Regions from separate parts of the Sus scrofa genome. Here all the other regions are linked to region 4. Evidence: chromatin contacts called from public Hi-C, HiChIP or PLAC-seq and promoter capture Hi-C data. All regions are on one chromosome and are shown on one strand. The core of a region is the stretch at or near the end of the contact, and the rest is flanking DNA. Distances in the headings are between cores, read along the strand shown.

Region 1 (2,856 bases), core at 330-2,829, 410 kb before region 4:
GTAAAAGCAACAGGGACAGAAAATGAATTCGGGTCTGTCAACACCTGTTCCTAAATGAATGGTTCTCAAACTTTGCCATATACATCAATATCCCCTTGTAAGTATTTGTTTAAAACGCAGATTTCAGAATTTCCCACTGTGGCTCAGGGGAAACATATCTGACTAGTAGCTATGAGGACTCGGATTCAATCCCTGGTCACACTCAGTGGGTTAAAGATCTGGCATTGCCGTGAGCTGTGGTGTAGGTCGCAGACACAGCTCAGATCCTGCCTTGCTGTGGCTTAGGCTGGCAGCTGTAGCACGATTCCACCCCTAGCCTGGGAACTTCCATATGCCACAGGTGTGGCCCTAAAAAGCAAAATAAAATAAAATGCAAATTCCCAGAGTCCACCTGCATGGGGTCTGACTCACTAAGTCCGAAGTGACGCCTAGGAATCTGCATTCCCCTAAAAGATGGAACACTAGCGATAGTAAGCCTGTATTTTGAGAAAACTGGCTATACTATATTTCATCACTCTCTGGCTGTGTCAAAGCAAGTCCCTGGGCTCTTCTCAGACTCTTTTCTCATCTTTAAAATAGAGGTACTGTCTACCTCACAGTATAACAGTGAAAATTAAGATGCATAATTTAAAGTACACTAGTACAATATTGTACAAATATTGTTAGTGCTAATACACCCCTGCACAAGGCCCAAGAGCTTAAATAAAACGAAAGGGGCCAAAAGCCTGAACATCCCCGGCTCTCTGCGCCCACCGTCCCCGTACATCCCTGGGCTCAATAGCTCTCCAGAGCCTCTCTCTGGAACTGACAGCTAGGAAGAGGGTTTGACTGCGCAGCCGGCGCACTAGGGAAAGGGGCGGGCATGTGGCCCTAGAGGCGGGCCCAGGAAATTCAAAACAAGCCCGCAGAGGTGCAGGCCTGCCAGCCTCTGCCTTCCCTGCTTGATCTCCTACTTGCCGGTCTTGCCTCCCAGGGACCCCGCGGCTCACCTTTCCCCGGAGCCGCAGGACCTGTCGCTAAGCCCGAGACAGCAGAGGCTCCCGAAGCGGCGCTGCCGGGAGGCTCTGGGGCCGCAGGGCCGGGGCCCGAGGAAGTGACCCGGCTGAGAAGCGCGCTAGCCGTCTCAGCGCCGGCGCCGTCCGCCTCTCCCGGGGCTCCGGAGCCCGCCACTGCCTCCTCTAGCAGACGGGCCTCACGGCGCAGCGCCTCTTCGGCCTCACGGAGGTTGTTCTGCCGTAGAAACTGCAGTACAGCCAGCAGAGTCTGTCGGTCGTGGGGCCCGCCAGCCTCCGGAGCAGCGGCGGCCACCGGAGCCACCCCCGCCGGGGCAACGGCGGACACAGCCACCGAGGGCTTAGGAGTTCCACCATCCCCGCCGGCCGACGACGATGCCGCAACGTTCCCGCCACCGCCATTGGGGCCGTTGTTGGTTGCGCCACCGCCACCCTCGCCAGCGCCGTCCCCCGCCTGCGGAGGTAGCAGCGTCGGCGGTCCTTCAGGCTCTAACTTGACCGCCACCTCCGTCTGCTCCTCCGCCAGCGCCGCCATCTTGCGGCTGAGCCACCTCGCGCCGTCAAGCGTGATTGCGTTTTCGCCACATGGAGGGCGGGGAGGAGCGTTTTACGACAGCTCTGGAAGGCAATTTGCGGCAGTAGGAGGGGCGAGAAATAAGGAGAAAAAGGAATAGGAGCGAGAGCGACTTTCAAAAGTGAGTGACAAAAAGGCAGGAAGTTGGGATGAGGGACCGCCTCTTCTGTTTGCCCGATGATAATTACCGTTTATTGCGGACCGGCTATATTCAGGCACTGCGATAGACACTTTACATTATATGCCCTCATATAATTAAACAACCTCGTAAAGTACTATTATCTTCACTTTGCATTGGTTAAGCCTCCAGCATTGTCACTGCAGCAGCTCGGGTGGCCACAAGGCACAGCCAAAAAAAAAATTTTGTTTTTAAAGTAAGATTATGAAACATGGGGGGAGGAGCATTAGGGGAGATGAACAATAATTGGTTAGCATTTATTCAGCAGTGGCCAAGAGAGAAAAAACCAAATTCAGATGGTAACAATTATGAGATGGGGAAATTCATCCTATACCTCATGATCATTCAACTGATTTTTCTAATTCATTATTCGCTAATTGATATGTAATTAATTGGTAATTAGTTTAGAACTTAGATGAGAAATGCCATAAATAAACCCAGGTGTATTTACTATTCCCTGGAAAGATGTTTTACCCTATTATGAATAGTAAAACTTCTGATGCATACATCAGTCTCCTGAATTAGGTCTTAGAAACTGGATCCAGCTATACAGATGAAGCCCAGAAACTGGGACTGCAGAAGTACAGCCACTCCGTTTCCTTCTGTGGTGTCTAACCTTTTACCTGGCTTTGTCTTTTAAGTTCCACAGAGTCTGGTTTGGGACTTCAGCCAAAGCCACTTATACCACATAGAGTGGCTTTTCTGTTACACCACAAATAAAATCTGTAGTATTTTTTCTTTTCTTTTCTTTCTTTCTTTATTTTTTTATTTTATTTTATTTTATTTTATTTTATTTTATTTTTGGCCATGACCACAGCAAGCAGAAGTTCTTGGGCCAGGGGTCAAACCCATACAACAGCAGCAATCTGAGCCACAGCTGTGACAGTGCCGGATCTTTAACCCACTAGACCATCAGGGAACTCCCAAAATCTCTGTATTTTTTATTGAAGGACTTCAAAGCCCACTTTTTTTGTCTTTTTTGTCTTTTGTCTTTTTTTGTTGTTGTTGTTGCTATTTCTTGGGCTGCTCCCGCGGCATATGGAGGTTCCCAGGCTAGGGGTCAAATCGGAGCTGTAGCCACCGGCCTACGC
Region 2 (2,883 bases), core at 235-2,734, 440 kb before region 4:
GCTCCGATTTGACCCCTAGCCTGGGAACCTCCATATGCCATGGGTGCGGCTCTAAAAAGCAAAAAAAAAAAGCTATAGATTCAATGTAGTAAATATCACTAAGCTTAATTCACAGATACACAAACAAATATATATATAAGCCCCTACCTTCAAAGCATATGCACACTTTTTCGTCTTTTTTTTTTTTGGCTGCACCTGTGGTATGTGGAAGTTCCCAGGCCAGGCACTGAACCCACGCTACAGCATTGACAAGGTGGGCCCTTAACCCAATAAGATACAAGGGAACTCTGAACAGACACACTTTTAAGAACAATTATGCAAATAATTTAAAATACAAATCAATTTATAAACTATCAACAAAGAAGCAGGAAATAATGAGGCTTTGGTAAAAGAGGAAAACAAAAGAAGCTTTTGGGCTATGTGTTAAAAGATAAATAGAATCTTGATAGGTGGAAAGGGAAAAGCAGAAGGAATGTGAGGAAAAGCATGGGAAAAGAAAAAGCAAATTATTTTGATAAGCATCAGCATCATGTCTGTCAAACTGTTGTTCAAAGGCTTGCTCTTGCCTTCCTTTGGAGAAAAGTTCAACTAGACCATAAAGTGATAAAAAGCATAATAAGTGGAGTTAAATTCTAAAAGACAGCTTGGGCTTTCTGTTTCAGAGCTCTCATTAGACGTGAATAGATTAACATTTACTTTGGCAAGTCTGAGCCTTAAGTAAAGGAAAAGATAAAACAGTAACCAAAAAAAAAAAAAAAAAAAAAGACTGCAGGCTATAGACTGGACTGGAGGAGAGAGGACTGAAGGAAGGTAATCTGGTAGAAGGCTTCAATTGCAGCACAACAGAAATCATGAGAACCAGAACTAGGTATAAACGAGAACGGAAGATTAGTGGGGTTGGTTCTGAAAGACACTTGGAAATAGGAATCTAGAAAGGCTTGAGACTGTGAAAGAGGCGAGGACCTAAAATGAACCTAGGAGTTGGAATCAGGAACGGATAGATATGTTTCGAAAAAATAAGAAAGTGCCGTGGGGTCAAGATTCCTGGGAGTTTGACCCTTAATCTCATTTCAGACCAGGGGAAACTGAAGTTTCAAAAGAGTAAAGCAGCAATCCAGCGGCAAAGAAGAGAATTAAGCTACCTTCAGGGGACAGATCCTAAAGTTACAGGAGCAAGTCAAGCAAAGCCGGCTTCTAAGCGGGTGCATGGTAGGGACCTGGAGGACTTAGTTCTGGAACAGACCTGGAAGCCACGACGTTTCCTCCCTTGTCGCCTTTACCCACACTCACCAAGCCAGGGACGCCAGCACTTCTACTTCGGAGGCCGCGCCACTGTGATCACACACGCGGAGACCCGCACGCCAGCAGCCCAACTCCGCCCTGCCGGAAGCGAGGGCGGGCTCTGCGCCCCACTTCCGTTACTACACTATGGAGTCCTACAGAGCGAGGGAGGAGATTTGAATACCGGAAGCGGAAGGGCGGGCCTCGAGCCGCAGCCAATCGACGTAGAGGGCCGAGTCGGTAAGGCCCGTTGAACGCGTGCGGGGGAGGAGGTTTCTTCCGGCCGGAGCGAGGGGGCAACTGGATACGTTGAAGGACACAGGCTGCGGAGTTTGTGCATTTTCGAAGGTGGGTGTGGAGGGGAGACCGGGCTCTGACCTCGCGCCTCCACTTTATGGGGCCAGCCTAGAATAGGACTGTTTTCTGGTCCAGGAACACCGCGAGGTCTTTGCTTTGGAGGGGCGAGACGGGGGGGTGAATGAAAAGGAATTGGAGAAAATGATGGCCGCGAGGGGTCGGATAGTGGCTAGGAAGCCTCAGTGAGAGGTAAAGGCCCTTAAAATGCATTTTCCGGTAAAGAAAAAAGGTCCGCAGCGAAGGGAGTCCGCCAAGGTCACCGAGTGACGTAATTTTGGATGAGAACTTCTGGCCGAATTAATCTCCTTTCCCATGTATGCGTATAGTAGTTTGTTTTCACTGAGCTGTGTTTAGGAAGTTGGCCAGCCAGGCGTTCTTTAGTTGTGGTGCAGCCTTTGTCAAACAGGAGTGAGCGTAGGCGGGCCCCTGCAGTTCGCCAGACCCGCTGGTTAGATGCAGCCTGTGTTCAATCAGCGGGAAGACCTTTCCTAGAAGGTAGCCAGAAGAGGACTGTAAACTCCTTGCAGTGCAAGAAGCTGCTTCTGGTACCTGAGCAGCTTTCACTCGTCTCTGCCTCGTAATCTCACTCATCATTCTAGGTAAACGTCCAGTCAGACAGAAAAAAACAGTATCGGGAAAACAAAGTAGCGAGGGCATTTGGTCGCTTTGGGCCTTTTCTGAAGTGCCCACTTATCGGTGAAGAGAGGAATGGAAAGATTGATTATATTTAATAGTAGTTTGCCGCTCAATTAGAAACAAAAGTGAAGACCCCATCGCTTAGACTTTGCCATAGGCTACCATTTAACAATGGTACGGTTATTTTTAGTCTTAGGTAATTTTCTTCATTACTATCTGTCTAAGCTGAAGTATGACTCAAAAGGAAAGCAAGTTTCAGTTCAGTTACTCCACGAAGGACACTCTAACACAAGGATTCCTGATCTTTGCCCCAAAGTAACCTGCGATTTGCTGAGGATGCAGACCCAGGTGTTTCCAGGCTTTGTTCCAGTTATTTATCAGCAGCATCCCACTTCCCCCTCCAACTCAGCATTTCAAGAGTCTTCCTCTAAGACCTAGACTAAATTGTGATTCCTATACTATACCTTTTCCTACCGTCGGAATTAGCCCTGTGTAGAATATTGCAAACATCAGTCTTCCTTTTATATTGTGTAGAGAGAAATTAAAATTTTTGTTACATAAGGTAGTGGTGATTATAGTTAATAATTGGACAAAGTTAAGCCCTTGCCT
Region 3 (2,700 bases), core at 24-2,523, 400 kb before region 4:
TGATGCTGCAGTCCATAGGAAGAATGTCTTCCTCAGAGGAATCTCAGCTTTGCTTTTAAGGCTTCTCAACTGATTGGATGAATTTTATTTAAATTATAAAAGATAGTATCTTTCACTTAAAGTCAACTGATGGAGTTCCCATTGTGGCTCAGTGGAAACAAATCCAACTGGGAACCATGAGGTTGCAGGTTCAATCCCTGGTCTCGCTCAGTGGGTTAAGGATCCTGCATTGCCATGAGCTGTGGTGTAGGTGGCAAACACGGCTTGGATCTGGTGTGGCTGTGGCTGTGGCGTAGGCCAGCAGCTGTAGCTATGATTAGACCCTAAGCCTGGGACTCTCCATATACTGTGGGTGTGGCTCTAAAAAGCAAATAAATAAATACATAAATAAAATAAAGTCAACTGATGATAATATTAATCGAACGTACAAAAATACCTTCACGGAAACACCTATGTGTTTGATTGAAAAACTATACTATATCCTAGTCAAGTTGACACATAAAACTAGCCATCACACCATAGGACTGACAAATCCTGGAGCTATTTCAGTTTACTGCTCCCAAATTAACATTAATTTTACTCAGTGACAACACATTCTCTCACAAATGTGATTTCCTCCCAGCATTATCTCATTGAGGAGCATTTGATTCCTCCCTGAATCTGGCTTCCAAACATTACCCGACATTAGTTGGCACTATCTTACCAATAATAAAGAACACCAACTCCAAATCTCTCTTCTAATAAAACTGGGGGTTTGGGGTGCATGGATAGGGCTCATTTCCTGCCACAGTAGATCCTCAACAAATGTTTGTTGAATTAAATATAATTGACTTTCCTTTATGTAATAGGGAATAATAGACTGTCTTTGGTGATTAAGTTTTCATCCTGTAGCAAGATAAAAATACAAGATTTGATTCCTCCAAATAAGTAAACGTATATATTTAACTTCCTAATGGAAATAACCTTGCATGGAAGAAACGCATAATTGGTACTCAAATCGAAATCATTATTATTCATAATGCAACATTGTTATAGGATCTGTTTCAGTGCTCTGAACATCAGGTGATACAAAGAGAATATTGTTGTCTGAGAGGTAGCAATTTTGTGAAGGGAGCGTCAGCCTTTCAAAGGAAAAAATGGGTGAGATTCCTCTGAGGCCTGCAAGCCCCGCCCCATATACCTGAGTGGCTCCGCCTACGCCGCGGACTTAGGTGAGGAGCAACGAACCACAGTTCCCAGCGGGCTCCGCAGGCCTCCCGCGCCTGCGTACTGGCGGCTCAGGCAGGCGGGCGGAACTCCCGCGCTATCCAGCCACCTGGTCTCGCCTCGCCTGGTCTCTGCCCTCGGCATGGAGGGGGTCCCGGCGGTAACGACAGGCAACGCCGGCGCTACCAAGGCCGAGGGAGCCGCAGCCATGCCGCCGCCGCCCCCCGTCTCCCCGCCTGCCCTCACCCCCGCGCCCTCAGCGGGTGAGGAGGGCCCGCCGCCTTTGCCCGAGGCGGGGGCTCCCGGCTGCTCCGGCTCCCGGCCCCCTGAGCTGGAGCCCGAGCGCAGCCTGGGCCGTTTGAGGAGCCGCTTCGAGGACGAGGACGAGGAGTTGGAAGAGGATGAAGACCTGGATGAGGAAGAAGAGGAGGAGGAGGAGGAAGAGATGAGCCACTTCTCGCTGAGGTTGGAGGGGGGCCGGCCGGACTCCGAGGACGAGGAGGAGGTATCGCTAGCCCCTGTCCGACCATGCGAGGCCTCCTCAGTCAGGGCCCGGCGGGGTCTCCCGCTCGCTGCTGCAGCCTTTGGCACCTGTGTCGACCCGCCCTCCCTGCGCTGCCTGCCTAGGCTTGTGGTGCGGACTGGTCTTCCGTGCCAGCCCGATTCGCTGCCGACTCATTTTGTGAGGTTCCTGCAGTCGCTTAGGCTCTCTGGGTCCGACTTACTCATTATTGAAACTACTGCCAGGGGCGAAGGCGCCAAGGGTTCCGTCCTCCTGCCTTCTTGGAGTGTGCAGTGGGACGGGCGGGGGAACAGTCCATTTCTACAGGGTCTTGAAAGGATGGTAAACCCTTCCCCACCTAATCAATCTCTGACTGGGAAGACTTTTTAAAATGGGACAGCGCATACTTAATCAAGTTAGGCAATGCACCTAGGTAGTGAGAATTAATATATTAAACACTAGTATCTGGAAGTTTGTCCACTTCGCAGTAATTCATAAAGTAGGATGCCATTTATCTGGCAATATACAATATATCCAAAGAGTGAAAGCTTTTTGAAACATCGGTTTATGTTGTGTTATTATTGTAACTTTGAGAGTATTCTGAAGAGTTGTAGGTACTGTAACAAGTTTCCATGTTGCAAAGTAAGCTACACTTTATTGGTATTAGTTTGAGAAGGCAAGGACTTGTATTTTAAAACCATTTCCATTGCATTTGCAGCGCCTGATTAACCTTTCTGAGCTGACCCCATACATCTTGTGTTCCATTTGCAAAGGTTACTTAATAGATGCAACTACCATTACAGAATGTCTTCATACATGTAAGCATTTCCAAATAATATAGCTTTTGAATGTCTTGAAAGCATTTCCAAATAATATAGTTTTTGAAATGTCTTGAAAGCATTCTAACTTAAACATGTCCTTTTTCAACAGTTTGTAAAAGCTGCATTGTAAGACACTTTTACTATAGCAACAGATGTCCAAAATGCAACATA
Region 4 (2,700 bases), core at 50-2,549:
GTTCAGCTCCTCCTTAACGAGGTCGTTGTAGGGATCTGTGACCCGGAGCATCTCCAGCAGTTTTTCCCGGTTGTAGACGGTGCCTATCTCCTGGCCCAGGACGCAGTCCAGCAGCTTGCTGACCGGGTAAGAAGCGGGGAAGGTCATCATCATGAAAAACTTGGTGAGGAAGATGGTGTTGGCCCCTACAGCCAGGCCATGCCGGGAGCAAATGGCCTGGGGTACGATCTCCCCGAAGATAACGATGCCGATGGTGGAGACCACCACCGCCACGAGGCCTGAGCCCGCGATGTCGTCGAGCAAGATGGTGAGCGTGGTGTTGACCAGCACGTTGCCCAGCAGCAACGAGCACAGCAGGTAGTTGCCCTGCCTGCGTACGGGCTCGATGCGCTTGGCGTAATTCTTTTCCTTTTCTGTGCCGCAGTTCTGCACGATGCGCAGCTCCATCGGATCTAGGGCCATGAGTCCCAGGTTGAGGCCGCTGAACATGCCCGATAGGCAGAGGAGCAGCGAAATGAAGATCACTTGCAGCCAGAAGGGCAGCAGGAACTTCTTCTCCTCGCCCACGATCATCTTGGTGTCCTCGCCGTCGTGATAAATCCAGGTGGTCTCGGCCCACGGGGGCGGCGGGAGTCCGGCCACCCCGGAGCCTCCCTTGCCCCCGACGGCGCCACCCGCGGACCCCGAGCCGCCGGCGCCCAGGGCCGGCGTGGAGAGCGACGTGCACAGGTAATAGGACTTGCTCTTCTCCATCTTGCGCAGCGGTTTGATCTCGATTTCAATGATGCCCGATGTACGCCGGTTGAGAATGATATGAGGCAAGATGATGATATCTGATGTGCGGATGCCGCAGCGCTGGGGGCCGCTGTCCGGCTCCGGCGGCGCGGGTCCCCCCAGCCCGCGCTCGCCGGGGCTGTGGCGCCGCCGCTCGTGCTCGGTGAAAGCAATGCGGGACCATGTCTCGTTGTTGATGTTCTGTCCGTACACTCGCAGCTTGACCCGGGTCCGCTCGCTCACCCGCAGCGCCCCCCCTTCCATGAACGACACGTCGTTCGTGTCCTCCAGCCGCAATCCGATGATCACCGTCTCCTCGTTTTCGCCCGCCGCTGCACATCCACCCGCGCTGCAGCAGCAGCTCAGCAGCAGCAGCGGCAGCAGCCGCCCCGCTGCCGCCTGCAGAACCCCCTGGCCGCGGGCGCTGAGGCTGCGGCGCGCCGCCATCTTCCTAGTGGGCAGTGCTGCGGCTGCCGGCCCGCCCGCCATCTTTACTTCGGGTTCACAAGCGCCACAGCCAATCATAGGGTGGCTGCTCCAGCTGCGGCTTCATTCTACCCACCCGGCGGCACGAGCGCAGGCACCAACCCCTGGGGCGAGACTGCAAAGCACTGTTCGCATCCACTGCTTAGCAGTCCGCCTCCCTGACTGACACTGACTCCGCCTGGGCCAGCTAAGGAACCTGGAGGTTCGCAGGAGGGGGGAATGGATGGGGGGCGCGCCAGCCGCTCCTGCGAGAGGCAGGCCGGCCAGCCAACCACGAGCGCTTGCCCACCCTCCCAGCCAGGGGGCTGGAATGGGGGTGTGGCCGTGAGGGGCGCCGCGGACCAATGGCAAGGTAAGTGGGTGGGGAGATGAAGGCCAGAGTCCTCCCAGGCACGCCAAGTTTCCAGCTGAAAGGCGCGTGACTCTTGTGTATGTGCGAGGAGAGGAGGTGTGGCCAGCTGGAGCCGAGAGCCAGTCACAGATGAGAGCTGTAGGAAAGGGGGCGGGGCCCCCGTCCGGCTGCCAATGAAAAGAGGCCATCCGCGAGACCGACGCTCCGGCCTCAGTAGTAGATTCTGGCCCCGGGGTTTGGTTCTACTTGCACTGCAGTCCCGCGGCGCCAGTTGCCGGATTAGCGCTACACCAAGCTGACGGCTCCCATGTGCTCCGTGCAGGTGCAGAGAGGACTGCGCCTTTCTGCCTGCAAAGCCCGAAAAGCCTACTAGGGACGGCTTAAGGTGCACATTAACCTAAAGTGCATCCGAGCTATCGGCCGTGCTCCCCTTCTTTACTTGCGCTCGCCGCTCCGCCCGGGGGTAAGCCAGCACGCTCAGGCCCACTCTGCTGGAGCCTTTGGCTTATCCCTAAGAGACGCGCGCTCTGCAGGTCACGGTCAGGTAGCGCCACCTGCCGGTATTTTATGCACCCTGCAACGCTTTACAGTTCCACCGCAAACCCCAAAAGGAGTGCGGGAGATGGGGGAAGTTAGAGTGAAGTGGTTTCCTATCTTCCCAGTTGTTAAGAATCCCTTCATTTTCTTGCTGAAAGTATATAATCCCTGAGCCCCATTCCATACTTACTGAAGGAGTAGGACCCAGGAATCTGTATTTCTAACGCACTGCAAAACATGTGGGAAATGGGAGGGGGCAGACATCCTAAGCAGACTCAGAAAGGTTCTTTTTTTTTTTTTTTTGTCTTTCTGTCTTTTCTAGGGCCGCACCAGGGACATATGGAGGTTCCCAGGCTAGGGGTCTAATCGGAACTGCAGCCGCCGACCTACTCCAGAGCCACAGCAACGTGGGATCCGAGCAGCATCTGCAACCTACACCACAGCTCAGGGCAACTCCGGATCCTTAACCCAAGGAGCAAGGCCCTGAATCGAACCCACCACCTCATGGTTCCTAGTGGGATTCCTTAACCACTGAGCCATGACGGGAACTC

What was found. Promoter capture Hi-C pulls out the DNA fragments that hold promoters and counts their contacts. Hi-C and Micro-C count contacts between places; a contact is called where the count stands out from the background. HiChIP or PLAC-seq counts read pairs in DNA pulled down with a chosen protein or histone mark.
Region 1: a promoter capture Hi-C map of liver shows a contact between it and region 4, with 4 times the contacts expected there. The contact joins the promoter of TAF5 here to the promoter of CNNM2 in region 4. A contact is called at or near these places in 1 of 5 promoter capture datasets (liver) and 1 of 2 datasets of contacts at active chromatin or transcription factors (alveolar macrophages).
Region 2: a contact with region 4 is called in an H3K27ac HiChIP or PLAC-seq map of skeletal muscle, with 5 times the contacts expected there. The contact joins the promoter of USMG5 here to the promoter of CNNM2 in region 4. A contact is called at or near these places in 2 of 5 promoter capture datasets (fetal liver and liver), 1 of 47 Hi-C or Micro-C datasets (embryonic fibroblasts) and 2 of 2 datasets of contacts at active chromatin or transcription factors (alveolar macrophages and skeletal muscle).
Region 3: a contact with region 4 is called in a Hi-C map of embryonic fibroblasts, with 7 times the contacts expected there. The contact joins the promoter of PCGF6 here to the promoter of CNNM2 in region 4. A contact is called at or near these places in 2 of 5 promoter capture datasets (liver and skeletal muscle), 15 of 47 Hi-C or Micro-C datasets (adipose tissue, alveolar macrophages, brain and 8 more) and 1 of 2 datasets of contacts at active chromatin or transcription factors (alveolar macrophages).

The regions. Positions count from the first base shown.
Region 1 is chr14:114,303,286-114,306,141 of Sscrofa11.1, reverse strand. TAF5 (transcription initiation factor TFIID subunit 5) reads right to left here and starts at 1,579. Exons shown (of 11, transcript XM_021073484.1): 1 at 990-1,579. The coding sequence starts at 1,548.
Region 2 is chr14:114,326,118-114,329,000 of Sscrofa11.1, reverse strand. It overlaps USMG5 (up-regulated during skeletal muscle growth protein 5), which reads left to right and starts at 1,484. Exons shown (of 4, transcript XM_021073491.1): 1 at 1,484-1,629. PDCD11 (protein RRP5 homolog) reads right to left here and starts at 1,418. Exons shown (of 38, transcript XR_002338761.1): 1 at 1,291-1,418.
Region 3 is chr14:114,286,030-114,288,729 of Sscrofa11.1, reverse strand. It overlaps PCGF6 (polycomb group RING finger protein 6), which reads left to right and starts at 1,273. Exons shown (of 27, transcript XR_002338753.1): 1 at 1,273-1,711; 2 at 2,427-2,526; 3 at 2,639-2,700.
Region 4 is chr14:113,888,748-113,891,447 of Sscrofa11.1, reverse strand. It overlaps CNNM2 (metal transporter CNNM2), which reads right to left and starts at 1,299. Exons shown (of 8, transcript XM_001929243.6): 1 at 1-1,299. The coding sequence starts at 1,299.